Regions from separate parts of the Rattus norvegicus genome. Here region 1 is linked to region 2. Evidence: chromatin contacts called from public Hi-C data. All regions are on one chromosome and are shown on one strand. Each heading gives the region's core, a stretch centred on a gene start, on an enhancer-like site or on the middle of the called end of the contact. The rest is flanking DNA. Distances are from core to core; before and after follow the strand shown.

Evidence for each region. A called contact is a pair of places that touch in the nucleus more often than the background predicts.
Region 1: a contact with region 2 is called in a Hi-C map of liver, with 9 times the contacts expected there. The contact joins two enhancer-like sites. A contact is called at or near these places in 2 of 12 Hi-C or Micro-C datasets (kidney and liver).

What each region holds. Positions count from the first base shown.
Region 1 is chr1:20,996,260-20,998,959 of GRCr8, reverse strand. No RefSeq gene overlaps it. Among named protein-coding and RNA genes, the nearest start is that of Samd3, 30 kb to the right of the region's middle. Within about 2 kb of position 1,354, at least 5 of the 93 cell types and tissues checked have an H3K27ac peak or open chromatin away from gene starts, as enhancers often do. A contact at or near this core is called in liver, where this site is marked.
Region 2 is chr1:20,866,345-20,869,044 of GRCr8, reverse strand. The region is part of intron 1 of Rbs10l2 (ribosomal protein S10 like 2); the gene reads right to left. All of the region lies in intron 11 of L3mbtl3 (L3MBTL histone methyl-lysine binding protein 3), which reads right to left. Among named protein-coding and RNA genes, the nearest start is that of Tpt1l3, 59 kb to the left of the region's middle. Within about 2 kb of position 1,449, at least 3 of the 93 cell types and tissues checked have an H3K27ac peak or open chromatin away from gene starts, as enhancers often do. A contact at or near this core is called in liver, where this site is marked.

The DNA of each region.
Region 1 (2,700 bases), core at 105-2,604, 130 kb before region 2:
AGAGGGAGGGAAGAAAAGAGGGAAGGAGGCAAGGAGGAAGAGAGGTTGGGAGGGAAGGGAGAGGGAGGGAGGAAGAAGGGAGAGGGAGGAAGGAAAGAAGAAGTGGGGACAGAGGAAGGAAGGAAGAAGAGGAATAGGGGGGAGGGAAGGAAGAAGGAGAAAGAGAGGGAGGGAAGGAGGAAGAAGAGGTTGGAAGGGAGGAGAGGAAGGGAGAGGGAAGGAGGAAAGAGGAAGGGAAGGAGGGAGGAAGGAGGGAAGGAAGGGAGAAGGGGAAGGAGGGAGTCTAGACCTGAGTCTAGCAGTACAATAACTTGAAAGGCTACAAGTCTACAAGTTTAACAACTACCTAGGCTAAAGAGTGAATTTCCGGCCATCTTGAGAAAATCAGTAAGGCCTGGTCTTAAAATGAAAATAAATAGATAAATAAAAGATGGCTAGGGATATAGTCAGTAATAAAGTTCTTCCTTACCATGCGTGAGACCCTAAGTTCAACCACTCCAAACAGAGGAACAGCCCTCATAGATCCCAGGCCCGAGTTCACCGGGCTCTGCTCAGCTTATGCACCTTGCAATGCTAGCAAAGACTAAGGATGCTCTGCGGTCTGAGAAGGATGTATTTCTGGACCTTCTTCGTAAAGCAGAAGCTACATATTTAGTTCACTTCTGCCAACAAAATGAGAAAAACATAGTGGTTTTATCATAAGGCGGTAGAATAAAGTAGTTAGCTGTGAGGAGAGGAAATTAGACAGATAGAGCAGGATGAGGACGAAAGCACGCTTTGATTTCTGTTTGGCTTGTTTTATTTATTTTAGTTGTGTGTGTATTTATCTGTCAAGTCTAGAGGACCTTAGGTCACCCAGTGGGCCCCAAAATGGGAGTGTAGCTGACGATGTCCTAAAATCATGACCCTGGGCCCAACCCAGGCCTTCTTACAAAAGGAGTCTCACCGTGTAAACAGAAACCTAAACTCAGCATTCATCAGAAACCTTGTGACCCTCTTGTTTCGGCTCGTCAGGAAAACCTCTACTTCTCTACCAGGACATCAACTGCTGAGGTCAAAGGGCATCCAGTTCCCAATTAACCTGAACAACGTGCACCAGCTCAAAACCCAGCTGACTGCCACACAAAGTTTGTTTGCTTTCCCTTCAAGATGCTGCTCTCTGCTCTTGTGAAACTGGCAGTTTTGCCATTGTCCCCCCCCCCCCCCAACCCCCCGGTAAACTGTTTTCCTACCCTTGGATGATTCACGGTTCAATGATTTCACCATGCTTGATTACAGGAACCAACTTTGCTGTTTCTCGGGAGTCAGGTTACATGACATGCTTTCCCGGAGCTCTCCAATGAGGGTAGACTGGCTGCTCACCTAGGGCCGGGGATCTGCGTGTCTCTGCCATGCAGGCATTGGGATTGCAAGCAAGGGCCACCATACCCTGCTCCTCTAAATGAGTATCGAGGATCAACCTCAGGTCCACGTGCACGCAAGGAAAGCCGTTTTGCTGACTGAGCCATTTCCCAGCCCGTCTCCCCTCTGAAATCTTTTTTTTTTTTAAATTTTTAATCAAGTGGATATATTCCTACTTCAAAACTATTGAAATATTTTTTACTTTTATTAATATTTTAAAAGATAAACTGTTACGTTGTGCTTATCAGTGGGTTTCTTGGTGTTCCCTTTGACCTGGGCGTGGCTAGAAGGCACATGTGCTAGTGCTTGGTCCCTAACTGAGCACTGTTAGGGGTGGCAGAACTTTTGAGAAGCAGGCCCCAGTGAGAGCTGTGGGGGCGCCGTGCGGCTGTGCTCTTGGAGAGCTCTGTGGAATCCTTGAGCTTCCTCCTCACTCACTGTGGCTTCCTGCGTGTGAGGGAGCCAACCTTTTTTCTGCCACGTTTTCTCTAGATTGCCATTCGGACTCGGCACACGCTGAGTTACAGATCCAGCCCTCACAGAGTGGAAAATCCAAACGGAACAAAACAGACCTTCTGCTTCCGAGTTGATTATCTCCTGCTCGTGTCACAGTAATGGGAAGCCAGTCATAGAATCACAAAGCATAATCTAATCCTGCCAGAAAAATTCACATAATTACAGTCCTAAAGCAGAAAGTTTCATTTCAGGCGTTCACATATTTTAAGGGACATCATTCTATTGAGACAACAATATTCTGACTGGGTGATTCATAAGGAATTGAAGTTGATTTTTTTTCCCTCGAAGTTCTGGGAACTGAGGGCCTAGCAGGAGGGAGGCTTATGATAGGAGTGTCAAGCTGCTACAGCTTGCTACAGAAAGCAGAAGGTACAAGCAGGCACATGCAAAAGAGACAACAAACACTACCTAGGGCAGCCTTCCTCCTCACTCCAGGAGAAGCTCGCCAGCCCTTGTGACCTATCTCATGAAGATTCCACCTTGCAATATTGCCGTGGTGAGAAATTATGCTCCAGTGTGAACGCTGCTGGGGACAAAACAGTCTGAAACTAGAATCAAGGACGTGCCTATATTTATACTGAAATGGAATTAATTCATTAAAAATAATAAATAAGTTTTAGTTCCCCACCCCACAAAGCAAAACAAAAAGCTGTTAAACAATCATGAAAGGAACTTATAAAGAGCTGGAATAGTATTTGTGTTTTAAGTAATATGGAAAGACATCCACAAACCCTACTCATTATGACATCGATGATGATGATGATGACGACGACGACGACGACG
Region 2 (2,700 bases), core at 200-2,699:
CCTAAACACACTTGTTCTGTGAATCCCTCACCTCAGCAAGAACGAGTTTGACCCATTTATCTACATGCTCATTGTTTAAAGTCTCAAGTGAAGATAATGTGCTGAAAAGCAATGTGTCCAGCCGGCTGACACTGGACAGACCCTGAAGAAATGGCCACAGTAAAGTAAGCGTAAGTCTCTTGCCTCTAATGGCACCAACATTGTAGAAAGAAACTGTAGAGATAAAAAGATAACTGTCCTTTGTATCTGCAGAAGACTGGAGCCCAGGAACCCAGAAGATAACAAATCCAGAGATGATTAAGTACCTTACATAAATGTTGTGACATTTGCATATTCTGCATGTGCAGTCTCCCATTAAATCACCCCTACGTTACTTACACTAGCTAGTACAATAGAAGTATTTAGGGGGTTGTTATGGGGGGAATGAATTATTTTAAGCATGTACATGTTTAGGACGCATGCAGCCGTCACAAGCCTAATTAAATTTATGAGCTGTGGTTGGCACGAAGGAAAAGCCCATGAAGTAAAAGAGTGGGTTGAGACTGCAAGGGTGTCCCTTTACATAGCCCAGCCATGGCTGCCTCTTAGAGCAGCCTCTTGTGAGCAGAGACTTGTGTGATGACAGGGAAGTGAGCCACTCAGACACAGAAAGGAGACTTCTGGGCAGAGACAACAAGTCCACAGGTTCTGAAGGGGACCCTAGTAGAGCTGTAACGGGGATAGGAAAGGATAGACAGGAAGCAAACAATATAAAATGGTCTCAGAATGGAAAAGGGTGTGACAAAGTGTAGGATTTTAGTCAAGAATGATGTAAAACATTGTGGAGGGTGTTCTACAGAGAAGGAGCTGAGCCTGATTTATGGGTTTTTTGGGTTTTTTTTTTTTGTTTTTGGCTTGGTTGGTTTGTTTTGCAAGACTGGGTTCTTTGCGTAGTCCTGGCTGTCCTGGAACTCACTCTATAGACTAGGCTGGCCTCCACCTGACTGTGCCTCCTGAGTACTGGGATTAAAGGTGTGTGCACCACCACCCTGCTCTGATTTATGTTTTAAAGCAATTATTATAACTCTTATGCAAACAGGCGTCCATACCAGAGGCCAGTTAGACGGTGCCACAAAAGATCCCAGAGGCCTTGACCACAGCGGAGGAAAACAGAGCGATCAGGTTTGGGTGAACATTGTAAACAGAACTAAGGTCGTTACATTTAACATAGGATGTGAGTGAACTGAGGACCGAAGCTGTAGGCATAGGCGGCAAGAACGCCATTTCCTGGGCTAGGAGAGACTGTCAGCAACGCCTCTGACATTTCAAGTAGCGAATGAGAACGCCTGCTCTGGGCATGTTTAGCAAACGTGTTAGGCAAACAGGAAAGAAATGTCAAATAAACCACGGACACCAACGTCTGGAAAGAGATCACACAGAAGGAAGATCAGGGCTCAGAGTGTCCATTCTGGAGTTATCAGCGTTTGGGCTGATACTTATCACCTGCAGACCTGAGACGACCCAGAGACAGAGAGAGAGAAGGGGGCAAAGTCCACGTCAGGTGACTCGTAAGTGACGTAATAGAAGAAATCAACTGGAGTCAGTGGAGTCAGTGGTGCTACAGATCAAAGGGGGAACAAGGGCTAATCATTAGACCTGTCAACACAAAGGTCTCTAGTCTCAGCAAAAGATGTAGGACACAAAAGCTAGAACAAAACGGGGTTAAGACTGAAGATGGAGAGAGCGACAGAGAAAGCATATTGATTTGAGAAGTCAGGTATAAAAGGAGGCAGCAAAATGAGGCAGGGAGCAAAAGCAAAAGCTTGCTTTATTATTGATTATTGAAAAATTGAAGGACATGTACATATATATATGAATATATCTATTTTCTGTTTTCTAAGCTATTTTAAAGTTTAAAATTACTTGAAAACTTTTTTTTAACAAGACAAGTACACAATCTCCAGAAAATAGGTAGTTGCTAAGCAAACCCTGTGATGGGAGCCTTCTACACACTAAGGACTCATCCTATATGCTAAGGATATGTCAGATTTTAAAACAAATCTCTCTTCCCTCATGTGTGCACTTACAAAAAGAATTCATCAGAGACCATGATGTGCAGGTGCAGGGGACAGGACAAAAGTCAGAGTCAGGGTGCACATCCCAGGTGGAAAGCAGGAAGGTGAGCCCAGTGAGGTACAAGAGGAAGATGTCTCTTCTCATTGTTTTTTCTCAGTTAAAGGTGGGGGGGTGGCACACACACACACACACACACATACACACACACACACACACACACACACAAAGAAGGAAATGTAGTAGTCTAGAAGAGCAGACAGTGACAGGCACAGACTAAGGGTCCAGATGACCACCACATTAATAGCCACAAATGCAAAGTCATAGCACTCAGCATGTGGTACCTGTTTCTAGTTACAGTCGATGGTCAGGCACAGATACAGTAGGCAGAAGTGGATTCAACCCAGACTGGGATGGTGCCAGGTAAATATACAATACATTTGCCCAGGAGGAGTTCTGGTAAATATTACAGAATAAGAGGCCTATAGACGTACCACAGCATAGATCTGAAGACATGGGTTAGACTCATGGGTGCTCTCAATGATAATAAGTGATCTGAAACCTACACACACACACACACACACACACACACCCCTGAACACACACACACACACACATACACACACATACGCACATACACATACACAC